5 separate regions of the Mus musculus genome follow, and all the other regions are linked to region 1. Evidence: chromatin contacts called from public promoter capture Hi-C data. All regions are on one chromosome and are shown on one strand. Each heading gives the region's core, a stretch centred on a gene start, on an enhancer-like site or on the middle of the called end of the contact. The rest is flanking DNA. Distances are from core to core; before and after follow the strand shown. Region 1 holds the start of Eef2k (eukaryotic elongation factor-2 kinase). Region 2 holds the start of Iqck (IQ motif containing K). Region 3 holds the start of Gga2 (golgi associated, gamma adaptin ear containing, ARF binding protein 2). Region 4 holds the start of Cog7 (component of oligomeric golgi complex 7). Region 5 holds the start of Eri2 (exoribonuclease 2).

Region 1 (3,254 bases), core at 316-2,815:
ACCCGGTGGCACCCTGGGACTTGGAGGTAACTGATTCCTGCAGCTGCCTCTCTCACCAACTAAAGCCTTCCTAAAGGCTGTTGCTACTTGGTTGCTGTGCCTGATCCTGAAGTTTTTCTCCTTCACAATAGAAATTAAGGTAGAGAAGGAACCCTAAAAACAACTCGATCCTGCCGTGCACCCCTAGGTTCCTACAGGCCGTTCCCAGGGGGGAATTAACAGCTGCCAGCTGTGGATGACAAGATCTCTTGGGGCGAGTCTGATCAGTGCAGGGTAAAAGGTTTGAAAATACTATGTTTGTGAAACAGCGTGGCATGAGCCATTCAGGAAAGTCACGCCTAACGCGCTCAGACTCTCAAAAGAACCCAGTTCTTTGGAACAAAGGAGTCGCTCCCCGCTAGCCTTCCTTTCCCAGGAACTGTTGCCGCAGCAGAGAGGGGTGAAGAGCTAGCTGTCTAAGGTCGGGGTTTGAACACGGCCTGGACCCACTCCCTCCACTGGCTTCGTCCTCCTCACAGAGCAAACAGCACCTTCCCCGGGAAGTCTTCCCAAAACTTCACTCTTAACCCCTACACTCACAATCCTTGTTTACTTACTCTACATTCCCTACCTGGCCTCTGAGGATCTGGGGTCCACTCTGGACCTCGGCTTTCTCCTCCGTAATATCTGTTCAGTGGTCCCAAGCCAGGGAGCGCCTCATCGCGGAGGACGCAGAAATACTCCCCCAAGGAGAATTCCCAAGTCAGATCTCACTCTTCCGAAACGCACGCGATCAGTCACACACAGGGCGCAGCTGGGCAGGTTTCCCGCAATCCCCTTAGCCGACACTAGCTAGTTTTGGCCCAGGGCTCACCCAGGAGGTCCCCGCCCCCGCGCCACCAACTGCATACGAATGCTCAGCCCCTTGGCGCACAAGTCTCCAACGCCTGCCAACACCCCAACTCCCTCAACCAACAATGCTGCAAGGGCGTATGCAGCTCAGACCTCGAGGTTCCGAGAACTGAGGCCCGCATAGGCCTCTAGTGTGGGGAACCCGGCGAGGGGAAATGTTACTTGGGCGTTTCAGGGGGACAGGCGGGCTCGCCGAGGCACAGAGGAGACCCGGGCGGAGGCCCGCGTGCGCTGCCTGGTGCAACCAGAACTGCGCTCACCGCTTGCCAACGTCTTTCTTTCCTTCCTTACAGACGCAAACACTGAGCCTCGGGGGAAGCTCTGCAACCAGAGAAGCGCCCCAGTGGCCTTTCGGGGGGCTGCTGCAGCGGGACGCGCGGGCTCCCCATCTTCCCGTCACCTACCTCCCACAGTGTGGCAGGCGCGACAGCTGCTGCCCACGGCCGCAAGGATCCCAAGGAGCTGGCAAAGGCTGGCGGCCGGGCGCTCCAGGGTGCAGGGAGGGAGGAGAATCCCCGGTACAAAGCGCAGGCGACAGAGAGCCAGGCCCGCAGCCGCAGTGGGGCGCCTGAAGACGTCGGAGCGCTGGAGCCGAGCACGGGCTGGAGTTGGGGCTGCTGCCGCTGGGGTTGGAGCTGGAGGCTGGAGGCTGGGACCAGGGCTGGGGCGGGACTGACGCACGGGGCGCACGCCCGGGCTCACGTGGCCGTCCCCGGGTGGCCATCACCTCCATGCAGCCGCCGTGTTGTCTTCTGGCTCCCCCGCCTGTTGAACGCTTCCTAGACACCTGGGTCTAACGTTAGATTTCATGCTGTGTGTCTGGTGGCGCATACCCTTAACCCCAGCACTTGGAAGACAGACTGCGGGCGGATTTCTGAGTTCAAGGCCAGCCTGGTCGTCTACACAGTGAGTTCCAGGGCTGCACTGAGAAAACCTGTCTCAAAAAAAAAAAAAAAAAGGGAAATCTTAAGGATTTCATGACATAATTTTGAAGAAATTTAACACTTTCAAGAGAGGGAGGGGTAACGAAGGAGCAGGAGGGGGCAAAACAACAAAAATTGTGTTAAAAACTCATAAAGAATCCAAATTCATGGTAAGCACATATGTATTTAATATTTACATATAAATTTATAAATATAAGTATAGAAAATTATACACGTATATGTAAATATTTAATATATAACCTATATATTTTTGTTTAAATTTAATATTTGTATATAAACATATATTCGGTTTAAATTTATACAGTTCGGCCTACCTGACAATTCCAACTATTTCTATAATTTTTAATTAATAACTTTATCAGGGCCGGGCGGTGGTGGCAAATCCCAGCACTCAGGAGGCAGACACAGAAGGATCTTTGTGAGTTCAAGGCCAGCCTGGTCTACAGAGGGAGTTCCAGTACAGCCAGAGCTGTTACACAGAGAAACTTTGTCTTAACAAAAACAAAAAAGAAAAATCTTTGTCAAGCCTTCCTGGACTCTCTGGAGGGAAAAATCACAGTATTCCTAACTCTGAGCCTAGGGCCTGGCACATAGTGCTTAATGGGTGGGAACTTGGGCATGGTGGTAGACCTCTGCAGTCCCCAGAAAAGCAAGGCCAGCCTGGGCTACATGGTGAAGCCCTTTCTCAAAACTCAAATCTGGTGCAGTGCATGGAAGGAAGGTAGCCCTTGGAAGATGTAAAGACTGAAAACCAGTGGAGGCAGGCATGTGTACTTTGAGGTCATATCTCACCGTATACTTTAGAGTAAAAATCTAAACAGTTGCACATTTTGAGCTATTTGTCCATCCAGCTGCAGTCAGCTATATAAGGTATGCAGGCACGACTAGCTGTATTGTACAGATCATAGGACTGAGACTTATAAAGAATGTATCTTGCCCAGGGACACAGTTAGGAAAGGGTGTGATCTATTTCATTTAATAAAGCAACTGTTAATAGACTTACTGACAGGAGAAACACCATAATATCTATTCTGCCACAGGCTTGTCTGGCCTGGGCTTTCAGATTAAAGACCTGAAGACCTGAACCACCTTGAAGTTGTACCAGCAAAAACACCAGAAACATCCTCTACACTTTGTACTTCCAGAACCATGAGCCAAAAATCCACCTTTTAAAAATTACTTATTTTATGTGTATGGGCGCTTTGTCTGCATGTCTGTCTAAGAGTGTCTGGTTGTCCAGAACTGGGATTACAGTTGTGAGTTGCCATGTGTGTGCTGGGAATTAAAACCAGGCCTTCTTGAAGCACAGCCAGTGTGCTTAAGTCTCAGCCAGTGGTTCTCAACCTGTGGGTCCCAATCCTTATGTCTGGGTCAAATGCCCCTTTCATGGACTGACTGTGTGCTGTAAGCTGAAATAAA
Region 2 (3,254 bases), core at 546-3,045, 2.0 Mb after region 1:
AAAGACAAAAAAAAGTATCAATATTTATGACCATGTATTGAGCCTTTCAAAGTCCAGAGCATCTTCTCATTATCTCACTTGGTTCCCACTACAGCCCTGTGAGGTAGGAATTATCCCCCTCAAAGAGCACCTTCCCCAGTACTACTTGTGATATTACCAATTTGACGGGGCAGCAACACTGCTGTGGGCTAGTGGTCCTGGACTGAATAAAAGGAAGGAAGTGAGTTGAGCCCCAGAATCCATCTCTGTTTCTTAGTTGTGGATGCAAACGGGACCGGCTGCCAGGAGCCCCCACTGGGATGATGTACCATATCCTCAAACTGTGAGCCCAAATAAGTCTCTGAGTTGCTTTTGTCAGATATTTTTCACAGCAATAAGAAAAGTATCAAACTATACAATAAACTGTACTATGAAGATCTATTGGCTTGGAAAAGTGAATCCTCTGGGTGAAAGACAGTAAGTATATAGACACCTGAATATTGCTGCAGATAGTTCCTCGGGTAAGGACCCTAAGGGTAGAACTTACAAGAACATCAGGGTGAAACCTTTTCTCTAAAGCAAAGGTTACAGGGAAGGAGTAATGCAAGCCCTGTGGTCTGGGAGGACTGACTGACTCTTCTCTTCTTCCTCTGAACTCACCACTTCTTCCAAGTCACCATTTTTCCCTCTATACACTGACAAATTCACTGTTTCCATTCACGAAACATTTACTGACCTGGAACTATTCCATAAATATTGCTATTTAAATTTATCAAAATTAAGTAAAATAAGAAATTTGGTTCTTCTAGTCTGCCAGTCCCAAATTACACCCCAAACCCATTTAACAGCACAGATTATTGAACGTTCTATTAGTGTTGTATTGGACAGCCAATGCCACAAGAATGAAAATCTTTCAGTAGCTGGAAGGCTGAGGCAGGAGGATACTCAGCTGGAAGCCAGTCTGTAGTCCAAAAAGGCGAGAGAAAAGGGAGAAGGGATAGACAGCGGACTTATTATGAATGAATCTGTGTCTCTTGCCTTTGAGATCTGGAGGCTTTGGAATGAAGGAAAACTAACACTCTTCCTGTAACCTAGGATCTGTGACTACGTGGTTCTACCTCCTAACACCACGACATAGGTACCATTGTTATGCCCGCTGTACGACTATTACAAGACCCCATGACCAAGGTTCGTGGGCTACAAAGGAACAAGTGATCTAGCCTGCTTGTGGGGCTTCAGAAAGGCTTTGGGGCAAGTGGAGATCAAAATCTATTTGTCCACACCAAAATACTTCCTGAGTATCACCGGAGCCTGTCTACAGAGTTCATTCATTCCCTGCTTCCTCGGGCGATCTGCGGGCGGTCCGGGTCTCTACCCTGAAGCTTCACACTACGCAACTCTCTGACCGGGTTTCCTTCTGCGAGCCTGTTGCCTGAGGTCGCACCGGAATCCAAGACATACGCCAACCTCTTTCTCCGCGTGTGGGCCTAAGGCTCGGCTCCTCCGCCCGCGCGCGTCACCCGCCTGGCGCACAGAGGCTTGGAACGCGCGTCCCGGCGGGTCCCGCCCGCGTCCCGCCCGGCCCGACCAGCGGCGGGGCGCCTACCCTCGCAGATCTGATCCCATAGGCTCTTCCCCGGCGGCTCGACGACCTGCGGGGGTGACACGAGCACTTCGGGAGACCCGGGCGACACTGCGGGCACCGGCGTGCGCGTAGTGATCGGCGAATCCGCGGAGCCGCTCGCCTCCTCACGCAGCACGCTGCGGCTGGATACAAGTCTCGGCGCCGCCATGGACGCGGTTTCTACAGCAACCCAGGGCACCGGGAGGCCGCGACCCGGAAGGAGAAGGATTTCGAGGGGGCGGGCCAGAAAGTCGAAGCTGACTTCCGGATCGCGGCTGCGCGGCTGCTCACGCGGGGACGCTTGGCCTGCTAGCGAACCAGGTGAGTGCGGGTGGTTTGTGCGGGGCCCCGAGGAAGGTGCTGCACGCTGGGGGAGAGGAAAACAAAGATAAGTCACCCCCAACTCGCCTGCAGCCCTCGGTTTCTCTCCAAGCCGTCCCGCCTTGGAGTAGGCATGGGGATGATCCTGGCTAGCAAGCAGCCTGCGGTTGGTGAGGGCAGCACACGCTCCTCTGGCTCGAGTCCGTGTTTTGCACCTTGTTGACTTTGAGACCTAGTGAGTTACAGTCTCCGAGGCCTGTGAGGCTTATTGGTCACACTAACCCTATCCACTGCTGCCGCGGGAATTTAAGAGTGCCTTCACACTGGGCATAGTGGCCCACGTCTATAACCCCGGCACGCGGGATGCAGATCAGCCCTAGCGACGTAGTCAAACTTTGTCTCAAAAACAAGGCGCTTTTGAAGAAAGCTTGTGTTTGCAGGTGATGCAGTGTAGGTTCGGTTCCACTTCTCGCGAGTGAAGTACAGTTAAAGGGATGGAAAAGAGTATGTTGCTGTTGGCTGAGTGGCAAAACAAAGAAGTGGGTTAAGCTGACGCCTGGGACCTTTTTGTCCGGGTTATTTTTCGTGATCACTGGCCCTAATCCTGTAGAATCATCATGGTCTTACTTGATACTGGCCTGTCGGGACTTGTATCTTTCTCTCCTTTGTGAGTCCCCTTCCTATGTCCTCTAAAAGTCAGTATGTCTTGAGGCCCAGTTATGTTTTCTTGTTAATTATCATCCCTGAAGTCCTGTTTATGTCGTCTCTGTTGGCGAGAGTGACTTCCTTGCCTCAGCCCTACAGTACACATGCTGAGTGAGTTATATCAAGGCAGCTGTTTCATCCAGCTGCCCAGTCACCCTCCACTTCTGCCTCAAGGGTTGACTCTACCATCCTATTGGTCAAACTGGAAAACCATGTTCAATATTATGGAGTTGAGAAAAATGCCACCATAATATTGGTGTATAAGATTATACATGTCTGTGGGGGCATCTTCTTTCTTTCTTTCTTTCTTTCTTTTTTTTTTTTTTTTGGTTTATCTGTATAGCTCTGGCTGTCCTGGAACTCACTTTGTAGACCAGGCTGGCCTTGAACTCAGAAATCTGCCTGCCTCTGGCTCCGGAGTGCTGGGATTAAAGGTGTGCGCCTAAAGCAAGGTGAGAGTGGACTTGATATGGCTCAAGTCTGGCCTAGATCTTTGAAGCTGCCCAGAGCAAGCTGAATCCTTTGTGGAGCATGTTAGCGCCGAAGCCAAGGAGAGGTGCAGGATAGAGAAGCTCCTGGACCCTTAATTTCCACCTCTTTCCTTAGAAGCCTCCCATGTTTTGTC
Region 3 (3,254 bases), core at 280-2,779, 1.2 Mb before region 1:
TCTCTGGCCTCTTCAGGCTCCAGGCTTGCATGTGGTGCATAGATATATATGCAGGCAAAACACACATACAAATAAAAACTTAAAAAAATGTTTGTACATTTGGGATTATGATATGCCTAAAGTCCTAGAGTTACCCCTGACTGTCCCCACTATTTATGTGTCCATTCAACAGATACTTACTGGTATGCCAAGCCCCATTTGGTATGCTGGTGGTCCAGGTCTATGCAAATTAAAATCCTTCTGTGTGTGTGTGTGTGTGTGTATGTACTGGGGTGTGACATTGAGGGTGGGGAATGATAGGGACAGTGTGGAAGGATCTGGTGCTTCAGAGGGACCTCGTGCGCAGTCTTGACTGCCTTCCAGGCTAAGGCCTCCTTCAGTCTTAGCAGAGTTGTTAGTAGTAGATCATTGACAGCAATGGCAAAATTATGCTGGCCTCTAGACATGCATATTAATCCTGTCCACTGGACAGACCTCTTTCTCCACTGGCTGGAGCCAGTCTTATGCCCATTTGCATGTTTGTCTCAACAGTCCTTTATTTTTACATAGATTTTTCTCTTTGGCTTTTCTTGTGGACATATTAATACAACATCTACTTGATTCCTTCATTTAAGTTCAAGAGTTAAATAAAGGAAAATATTTCATGTTAGGCTGGCATGGTAGCTCACACCTGTAGTTCCAGCTTTTGGGAGGTTGAGGCAAAAGGATTTTACTACAGGTTTTTAGGATCTTAGCTTTTATCATTCAAAGGCCATCTTGGACTAATGAGTATGAGAAACCCTTTCTCAAAAGCAAAAACAAAAACCATAACAACAAAGCTGTACTGGTAGTACATTCTTGTAATCAAGTTTGTACCACAGTGGCAGGATGACCAAGAATTCTGGGTCCTCCTCAGCTATGCAGTGATCAAAGCCAGCTGGTTACATGAGACCTTAACTCAAAACAGTTAGAAAAAGGTATGTTTATATATAATTAATGTGTTCACTTTTTAGGGTATGAGAATCACGACCTGTTTTTTATTTCTTTTTTTTGGGGGGGGATGGGTGTTCGAGACAGGGTTTCTCTGTGTAGCCTTGACTGTCCTGGAACTCATTTTGTAGACCAGGCTGGCCTCAAACTCAGAGATCCGCCTGCCTCTGACCTGTTTTTTTGAGAAAAGTATCTTTTCATAAAAATAACTGTTTTATGAATTATGATGCAATGTGTCATCAAAAAAAAGTGTGTCAGAAACCCGAATGGAAGATACATACTCGGAGAAGACCCTAATAAAAATGCTGAAAGAATGATTCTTTATCTGAAATTCAGATTTAGCCAGGCGTCCAGTATCTTTTCTGGGAACCCTGCTTCTGAAGAAGAGGGGACAATCAATACCTAACTAGCTTGGCTTTTGACCTTTCAAGTGGTCTTGCACAAAAAAAAAAAAAAAAAAAAAAAAAAAAGACCTCGTGAGTTGGAGGTGGCCGGGAGGAGGTGCGTGGGGGCGGGACAGGGCCCAGAAATGGGCGTGTCCAATAGGGCCCGCCCCGTCACGTGCCTCTCAGTGTCTGCCGCGTCGGCAGCTGGAGCGAAGGCTAGGCGGCGGCGGTGGCTGCAGCTTTTGGGCAGGAGTGACTGCGGCCGCAGCGCTGGGCTGGGCAGATGGCAGCGACGGCAGTGGCAGCGGGGACCGGATCCCCGGCAGGGACCGAGTCGGCGGAGGGCGGCCCTGGGGCAGCGGCGGCGCTGGAGCTGTGGCTCAGTGAGTAGCATCGCGCCACACGTGATCCTGCTTCCCGCCGCCCTGGTTGTCCTCCGCGGCGGGAGGGGGCCTCTAGACTCACCCAGGGGATTCTGGGGACCTCAGACCACGCCATGGCTCAGTGGCCGGGCGGCACCACTTAACAGCTGGAGCGCGAATGCTTAGCGATCTCTTGTGCCAAGCACTGTGCAGAAAGCGTTTCAGCCATTGTTAGTCTGGTCGCAGGACCGAGAGTACCTGGGTTTACTAACCCGTGCGGGCGATGCAGCTTTTTTGCAGATCATTGAGTCTAAGAGCTTAAGTGGCTGCTACCTTTAAGAGCAAAACCAGCTTTTATGCCTCGGTGCATATTTACTCTGGCCAGACTTAATTGTTCCTTGTCTTAGCTTAACGGTGATCTCTGGGGGTGCGGTTCTAAAGGTTCTCTCTTTATCTGAGGAATTGAGGTTCAGAGAGAATAAAGAATCCACCCCTTGGGTGGGCTCCACTACGTGCTGGGTGCACTGAGATGGTAACACTGGGACATTGCTCACAAAGACATGTTCATTGGCTACTGGCTACCAGAACAGCACCTTCTCAACAGAAGCTGGAGGAGGGGCGCTTGTTGAACGTAGTTAGGGGCTGTTTTGTTTACCTGGGGCTTGTCATAGCTGGTATACAGTGTGTGGACAATGGAGGAGGCCATATTCCAGACAGGAAACTGCAAAAACTCAGGATGAGAATGTACAACATTCTGGGAGCGAGTAGGCCTGTTGGCCAGGAGTGCAAAGCTTAAAGCTCAGAGAATCCAGAAAAGAGACCTCAGACTAATTTGCTAATGAAGTAAGACGCGTGAGCGCCGCAGAAGGGACTGCATTATTTAAACATTTTTATTACATGTTGTGTATTTGGGGTGGGGCGTGCTGCTCCTGGCTCGTGGAGAACAGAGAACAACTGGGGAAGGGGTCAGGGTGTCGTTTCTCTCCTTAGGCTCTTCTGTGGGTTCCAGGGCTCGAACTCAGGCCACAAGGCTTGGTCACAGGCACCTTTATCTTCTGAGTCATTGCAGGCCTATAGCTTTCTATTTCAACATGTAGGAGAAGCTGTTGGAGACAGCTTCGCTTCTACTGAAAGCACCACATGCAGTTCCACCTGGTGAGTTGGTTGAGGGTGAGACTTCAGACTTGGAGTAGATATATAAGGTCTTTAGATAGCTGGGGTGGGGTGGGGTGGGGTGATGGTGGTTACAATAGGAATGAAGGGAGTGGGGATCAGGAGTCGAAAGGATTATCTGAACCCATCAGCAGGGTTTAATGTAAGCACACGTGCATGCACATTACTTTAATTAAAGACCTGGAGCCAGACTGTAGCAGTGCACACTAGTCCAATTCCAGCAGTTGTGAGGGAGAAGCCAGCCTGGCCTACGTAGTGAGTTTCAGGACAGCTAGAGCTACATAGTAAGATCCTGTCTGGGAAAAAACAAAACAAAACAAAACCAACCATACAGACAAAAACCAAACAACAACAACAACAAAAC
Region 4 (3,254 bases), core at 515-3,014, 1.1 Mb before region 1:
AGCCCTGGCTGTCCTGGAACTCACTTTGTAGACCAGGCTGGCCTCGAACTCAGAAATCCACCTGCCTCTGCCTGCCGAGTGCTGGGATTAAAGGCGTGTGGCACCACACCCGACTATATATTTCTTTTTTGCTGTTTGGTTTGTTTTTGAGACAGGGTCTTGCTACGTATGCCTAAATGATTTCAAACTTAAGGAATCTTCCTCTTTCTGCATCCCCAGTGCTGGGATTGCAGGCGTGTATCACCACATGAAGTCAGACATGTGATTTTCTTCCTCCCTTCTCTGCTTCCTCTTCTTTATATTGAATATTCATGTCCATAGTGCTGTGTTTCATAAAGACAATCTACCTAACTGTACTATGCATTTTACCCCTGTTCCCTTCTGCATATCTTCCCTCTTTCCCACCTCCACCTTCCATTCTTTTTCCTCCCGTGTCTTTCCTCTGCTCTCATGTTAGATATTCTTTTAGGTGTTTATACAATCTGGATCCAGAACTGAGAGAAAACGTGAACTTCGTCTTCTGGCTTCTTTTGCTTATTACCTTTAGCTGTATCCATTCCCCACAACACCATGTCCTCCTTTTGGGTACTGTACATATTTTTAAGTGCACATATACTCTTCTCCATGACAGACAAATATTAAGGCCATAGCAAGTCTCTGTACATTTAGAACAGAGTCATAATATGTGTTCCTGATACACGGAATTAAATTAGAAACCAACGCTAGAACATGCAGTGGTGGCTTAAGCCAGAAATCCCAGCATGTGGGAGGTTCGATCTTTGAGGCATGGGTTTGAGTTCTAGGATAGAAGAACGGAACCCGTCTTTAAAAACAACAAACAAACAACAACATCCTCACAACAACAACAACATCCTCTACTTTGCTATACTAGACAAGAGCAAAAAAAAAAAAAAAAATCGGAGAAAGAAAGGAAGAAGGAAGAAAGGTAGAAAGAAAGAAAAAACCTAACTAGTAAAGAAAATGATGGAAAATGAGTGGAAGAATTGGAGGAAAAGTAATTTTTGAAGATTATTGAAGATTACTGAAATTAGACCAGAGTTAGGGGAGACCATTATCAAATCTATAGAAATCTATGAGGAGAGATGGTCCAGCGGTTAATAGTACTGGCAGCTCTTCCAGAGGACCTGCGTTCCACTCCCAGCATTGATAACCACATGTAACATCCCACTTCCAGGAGATCTTTCATTCTCATCTGGCCTCTGCCCGCACCAGACAGGCAAGTGGGTCACACACATACAGAGGCAAAACACTCCATATAAAATAAAATAAAATTAAAAAAAAAACCAAACTGCTGCCGGGCGTGGTGGCGCACACCTTTAATCCCAGCACTCGGGAGGCAGAGGCAGGCGAATTTCTGAGTTCGAGGCCAGCCTAGTCTACAACGTGAGTTCCAGGACAGCCAGGGCTACACAGAGAAACCCTGTCTCAAAGCAAAACCAAACCAAACCAAAAAACCAAAAAACCAAAAAACCCAAACTGCTGTATGCATTTAGTGAGGACGGAAAACTAGCAACATTACTCCTACATACAGAGTTTATATTTCTCAGCTGCTCCCTTCTCAGACGTCAATCTTCTAGTCTTGAGGAAACACGCGTTTACTTAGTTTACTGCTCGACAAATAAGAGCAGAAAACGAACTGTCGTACCTGTCCGGACTGCGCGAAGCTCGCTGCTCTAACAGGAACAGTTGCTATGGTAATAGGCACCGACTTCCGGAAGAAGTACGGCGCGCGACGAGGGACATTCGGCCTCGGCGCGAGTGCGCTGACGGGGCGGCAAGTAAAGCTTGGTGGGTTTCGACGGGTGTCCCGAAGGCGGTGTCGCTCGGCGCCAACCCGGAGACCGCGCGCCATGGACTTCTCCAAGTTCCTGGCTGACGACTTCGACGTGAAGGACTGGATTAATGCGGCCTTCAGAGCCGGCCCCAAAGACGGGGCGGCGGGGAAGGCGGACGGTCACGCAGCCACCCTGGTAATGAAGCTGCAGCTGTTCATCCAGGAGGTGAACCACGCCGTGGAGGGTGAGCCACGCAGACGCCCACCCGCCCGCCCCGGCACCCGACTGCAGGACCGGGCCCAGGGGCCAAGCCTCTCCTTTGGTGGGAAAGCGAGCCCTGCAGTAGTCTGAGTTAGGTCTAGGCTTTGGTGTTCACGTCCGACGATGCCATAACATTTCCTTTAAAAACTAAAAACTAAAAACAAAAAAAAAACCCCAATAATAATAATAATAACAATCTGGGAGTGGTGGCGACCGCCGTTAATTTCCGCACTGGGGAGGTGGTGCTGGACGGTCAGGAATTCAAAGCCAGCTTCAGTTGCAAAGTGAGTTCGAGGCCGGCCTAGGCTATAGGATCGCTCTCGCCGGCTCTCGCACGCTCTTTTACTCTTCCTTCTCCTTCCCCCTTCTTATTTACAGTCTCACTCTGTCGCCTAGGTTCGCCTCAAACTCGCCTTCTGCCCCAGCTTCCCTAATTCTGGCATTACAGATATGTGCCCCCCCCCCCCAAAAAAAGCTCTTTGGGTTTGGAGTAATTGCTCAGTGGTTACTACTCTTGTAGAGAACCTAAACTTAATTCTCAGCACCCACATCAGTTGGCACACAACTACCTGTAACTCCAGTTCCATGGGATTCAGTGGCCTCCTTGGGCATAAACACTCACATGCACATACTGACACACAGACAAACATGGGTGAATGTAATTAAAAAATAAATCTTGAAAGAAGGCCTTTTGGAGGTGGTGGGGTAGATAGACTCTCATGTAACCCATACTGGCCTTGAATTTGCTCTATGATGGAGGGTGACCTTGAACTCTTGATCTTCATGCCTTTGATTCTGAAATTCTGGGATTATAGACATGTTCTGTCATGCCTGGCATAAAGAGTCACTTTTGAGAGCATTTAATAGTTAACTGGTCCTAGTATTTAGCAGTATATGAGAATGACACAAATCCATTAATATATCTTTGTAAGCTAAGGAAGATGGGCCATCCTGAATGAAGACTTTAACTGTGTGTGTGTGAGAGAGAGAGAGAGCGAGAGAGAGGAAGAAAGAGAGAATGAGAGAGAGAAGACGAGAGAGAGGGGGGGGAGAGAGAGAGAGAGAGAATGAGAGAGAAAGAGAGAATATATGTTGCTGAATCAGTGCTCCTCCTTGCTGCTTCACTGTGTTGAGGACACAGTACCACATAGATAGCCTGGGTTATGGTGCTGCAGCTTGGTTTCCAGGCATATTTTC
Region 5 (3,254 bases), core at 196-2,695, 1.0 Mb after region 1:
TGTGAATAGGACTGTGATCTGGCTATGAGAGCTGAGATAAACCCATCCCTAGACAAGATGATTTTGGTTATGAGGTCATGGTGTTTTATCACAGCAATAGAGACCCTAACTTATACAATGGCCTTGAGCTAAGGTTAGGTATTTACTATTAACCACTTTTTTGAGTTTCTGTTCTAGGGACTGAATTCTGGGCACATGCAAGGCAAGTCCTCTATTACTGAGCCACACTGCTGACTCTTAGCCACACAGTTTTGAGAAATTTCTTTGTACTACATCATTTCTTAGAACTTTTAAGTGGGGATCACCATACTCCCATTTTACAACAAAGAAATGAAGAAAGAGGTTTAAAAGCCACAGCGGGAATGCAGCCTCCGAAGATCAAGCTTTTTAATCTCTGGACTACCGTTTCCAACCCAGGGGACTTTACAAACATCCATCTGCTTTCTAACCATCCCCACCCTAATCTATATTTTTCCCTATCAGTCAGTTATATAACCACAACTTTAACATGAGAAAATGGTTCAGGCTAAGTGCATTTTTAAATATGTAATGAAAATTTTATATTTAAAATTCTCTTTTCGATGAAACATTTAAAAATACAAATACTAGGGCAAACATTCTTATTACTGGTATCATTCCTCCATCTAATCATTTCCCCAGGATAAATTCCCCATCAAAATGACCATTCATTTTTACTTCTTCATAAATATTGTATAAAAACAAGAGAATCCTGTTTAGGTGTGCATGGATATTCCTGAAATATTTTGTTATACGGATCTTAATAAATGTTTGTTAAATGAATATTCTGTGTACCAGACACTAAGTCAGTTTTAAACTATGGAGAGAGCCTGGACGAGGTGGTACAACCAAGGGAGCAGAGTTGAGTGAGGTCAGTGGGTGAGCCCTTACCCTTCGGCAGGGACCCTTCGGGTGCTGGCGAAAGTGACTCCCAGCCACAAGTGACTTCGGGCCAGCCTGCTGGGCTCTCTCCTCTGCTCACCTTGGCTTGTGGCTCGCGGTCCTGAATATGCGAAGGAGGTCCATCCCGCTCTGTAGCCGAGGCCGAGGAGTTCGGGGCCTCCTTCCTCTTCCTGGAGTTCGCCTCCTCCTTCTCTTGCTCCATCAGGCTGTAGGGGAAAGATCAGCTGGAGCTGAGGACCCCGCGGCGACCAGGAAACCGTGTCGCGGCCTCTCTCCAGCAAAGCGCTAGACAGGAGTGACGGTTGGTTTGTCTCTTGAAGCGGCTCAAACCAGTTTACCACTCTTGGCCCTCGCAAAAAAGGCCACAGACCTACGCCTCCTTTCCTCAATTTAAGCCGTCGCGAAGTTTAAAGCGCTCCCTGAGGCGCGTCGTGCGCAGAGCGAGGGGCTCCCGGTCCTCAAGCCTCTGTCCACGCCCCCGGGTCCCGAACCGCCCCCTATGCAACGCCCACAAACCGCTGGCGACGGCCGCCGCCGCTCTACAAGCGCCCGCTTCCCTTGCCGCGCCGGCGTTTAAACAGACCGGAAGTGGGGGCGTCCGACTTCCGGCCGTTGAACTCTGCGAAACCCAGGGTCCGGGGATGGCGACCAAGAGACTGGCGCGGTACGTTAGGGGGTTCCCCTTAGGGTGGGCGGTGTTCATCCGCAGTCGTTTGGTCTGGATCTGAAAAGGGCCCTGGTCTTCTCGGGCCCCACGTCGCCATTCGCGACAAGTTGGAGGAGCCCGAGAAACCCCGGGTCCTCCCTACCGTGGCATGCTCTATCAGGTCTGTTCATTCTAGACCCCTGGGACCTGGAACGTGACAGCTCTGCACACTGTTCTCAGGCAGGTGCCACTGCGCCCAAGTGACCTGCCTAGTCCAGTTTTATTGTCAGAATTACCACAGACTCTCTCAGGTTTTTTGGGGGGGGGTGGGGGGGAATATGCTGTGCACAGATTTTTGGATGCGTTGTACACATTTGTTGAGATTGTGGACACAGTATCAAACTTACCAGGCATAGTGGAATGGACCTACAATACCAGCATGGAAAGTTGGAGGCCAGCCTGGTCCTCATGGTGATGTTCAAGCAGGCGATGGCTAAATAGTGAGACTGTCTCAAAACAACAACAAAACCAGATTCAAAACAAAACCCCTATCTGATGTATTAATGAATAGCATAGGATTCAAGCGTGAAAAGTCCTGTCAAAGGTTAACATACTATGGCCATCTTTAGGCAAATCATTTACTTTTCTCTTGCATAAAATACAGGTTGCAGACATGTCTACCACCTAGAATTGTTTAAAAGAAGTCACCATCCTAATTAAATATTTGCTGAAGAAGTGACTAGTAAATGTTAGTTTTTCATTCCAAATCCCTACATTGGCCTCACGTCTTGTCTTTTTCAAATAGCCAAAATAACTATTCCAGGTGTCTGTCTACTTAAAGTTGTATTCGTCATCATTTGGGATCTTCCCTTCTTTGGACTGCAGTGTATTGCTGTTGGGAGGTTTGTTTGTTTTGTTTTTGTTTTTGTTTTTAATCATAGATTACCTTTCAGTAGTACTCTGGTAATCTTTCTCCCCTCCATTTTTAGAGTTTAAGCACAGGCATCATCCCCTTGGTACATAGCAAAGGCTTGAAAAATACATCTTTATAGTCAATTCCTCGGTACTACTATAAAACGTGAACAGGTAAGAGTAGTGTTTGTGAAGCCCGCTCAGGTAAAATGGACACTAAACTCAAGAGAGGATGGCCATTCGCACAAGGACCTAGGACTTTTAAAGTCTAGCCCTCCTTTCCTTCAGTCAGTATGCAGCTGTTGTTTGAGGCAGGGTCCTGCTGTGTGCTGTAAGCTGTCCCTCAGTTCAGTTTGGCCGTGGCCTGCTGACTGCTGAGCCTCCAGGTGTGGGGCCCTCACACCCAGCTCCACTTACCGTACATTAGAGATGATTTTGCCATCTGTTTGGGGCTATTACTTTAATATCATATTCTAACTGCAGTGTAAATGAGTTTATTGATCTTCCTGTGTCTTGCATTTTTAGGCGGCTTGGATTAATTAGGAGAAAGTCAGTTACACCAGCAAGTGGAAATCCAGGAGGGAGCAGATTGAGTAAGTCCCACGCTTACGTTACAGTTTGAAGCCTTGCCCTTGGAACATCGTCGGAACCTAAGAACACTGTGGTCTTTTGCAGAACAGTTGTATGCCTACTTAATTGTCGTTGACTTTGAGTCTACCTGCTGGAATGATGGGAAGCACCACAGTAGCCCTGAAATAAGTGAGTGTGGATGGCC

The links. Promoter capture Hi-C pulls out the DNA fragments that hold promoters and counts their contacts.
Region 2: a promoter capture Hi-C map of liver shows a contact between it and region 1, with 4 times the contacts expected there. The contact joins the promoter of Iqck here to the promoter of Eef2k in region 1. A contact is called at or near these places in 4 of 39 promoter capture datasets (hippocampal neurons, liver and pre-B cells), 2 of 484 Hi-C or Micro-C datasets (B cells and CD8 T cells), 4 of 115 datasets of contacts at active chromatin or transcription factors (astrocytes, embryonic stem cells, large pre-B cells and 1 more) and 1 of 9 other capture datasets (liver).
Region 3: a promoter capture Hi-C map of liver shows a contact between it and region 1, with 4 times the contacts expected there. The contact joins the promoter of Gga2 here to the promoter of Eef2k in region 1. A contact is called at or near these places in 7 of 39 promoter capture datasets (the 3T3-L1 cell line, cranial neural crest, embryonic stem cells and 4 more) and 2 of 115 datasets of contacts at active chromatin or transcription factors (astrocytes and embryonic forebrain).
Region 4: a promoter capture Hi-C map of pre-B cells shows a contact between it and region 1, with 4 times the contacts expected there. The contact joins the promoter of Cog7 here to the promoter of Eef2k in region 1. A contact is called at or near these places in 5 of 39 promoter capture datasets (the C10 cell line, cranial neural crest, hippocampal neurons and 2 more), 1 of 484 Hi-C or Micro-C datasets (pro-B cells), 3 of 115 datasets of contacts at active chromatin or transcription factors (bone marrow-derived macrophages, forebrain and microglia) and 1 of 9 other capture datasets (adipose tissue).
Region 5: a contact with region 1 is called in a promoter capture Hi-C map of pre-B cells, with 6 times the contacts expected there. The contact joins the promoter of Eri2 here to the promoter of Eef2k in region 1. A contact is called at or near these places in 6 of 39 promoter capture datasets (the 3T3-L1 cell line, cranial neural crest, hippocampal neurons and 2 more), 3 of 484 Hi-C or Micro-C datasets (CD4 T cells, Th1 cells and hematopoietic stem and progenitor cells), 10 of 115 datasets of contacts at active chromatin or transcription factors (the 230-238 cell line, the NIH/3T3 cell line, T-cell acute lymphoblastic leukemia and 7 more) and 1 of 9 other capture datasets (adipose tissue).

What each region holds. Positions count from the first base shown.
Region 1 is chr7:120,841,142-120,844,395 of GRCm38.p6, reverse strand. It overlaps Eef2k (eukaryotic elongation factor-2 kinase), which reads right to left and starts at 1,565. Exons shown (of 18, transcript NM_007908.4): 1 at 1,296-1,565. Gm36449 (a long non-coding RNA gene) reads left to right here and starts at 885. Exons shown (of 2, transcript XR_378468.3): 1 at 885-1,797; 2 at 2,876-3,254.
Region 2 is chr7:118,854,293-118,857,546 of GRCm38.p6, reverse strand. Iqck (IQ motif containing K) reads right to left here and starts at 1,795. Exons shown (of 9, transcript NM_001374605.1): 1 at 1,586-1,795. The coding sequence starts at 1,772. It overlaps Knop1 (lysine rich nucleolar protein 1), which reads left to right and starts at 1,549. Exons shown (of 5, transcript NM_023197.3): 1 at 1,549-1,924. The coding sequence starts at 1,771.
Region 3 is chr7:122,019,473-122,022,726 of GRCm38.p6, reverse strand. It overlaps Gga2 (golgi associated, gamma adaptin ear containing, ARF binding protein 2), which reads left to right and starts at 1,529. Exons shown (of 17, transcript NM_028758.2): 1 at 1,529-1,738. The coding sequence starts at 1,639.
Region 4 is chr7:121,980,203-121,983,456 of GRCm38.p6, reverse strand. Cog7 (component of oligomeric golgi complex 7) reads left to right here and starts at 1,764. Exons shown (of 17, transcript NM_001033318.3): 1 at 1,764-2,040. The coding sequence starts at 1,872.
Region 5 is chr7:119,792,249-119,795,502 of GRCm38.p6, reverse strand. Eri2 (exoribonuclease 2) reads left to right here and starts at 1,445. Exons shown (of 9, transcript NM_027698.5): 1 at 1,445-1,585; 2 at 3,005-3,072; 3 at 3,155-3,238. The coding sequence starts at 1,563. It overlaps Rexo5 (RNA exonuclease 5), which reads right to left and starts at 1,381. Exons shown (of 20, transcript NM_001370778.1): 1 at 1,292-1,381; 2 at 1,001-1,127. The coding sequence starts at 1,123.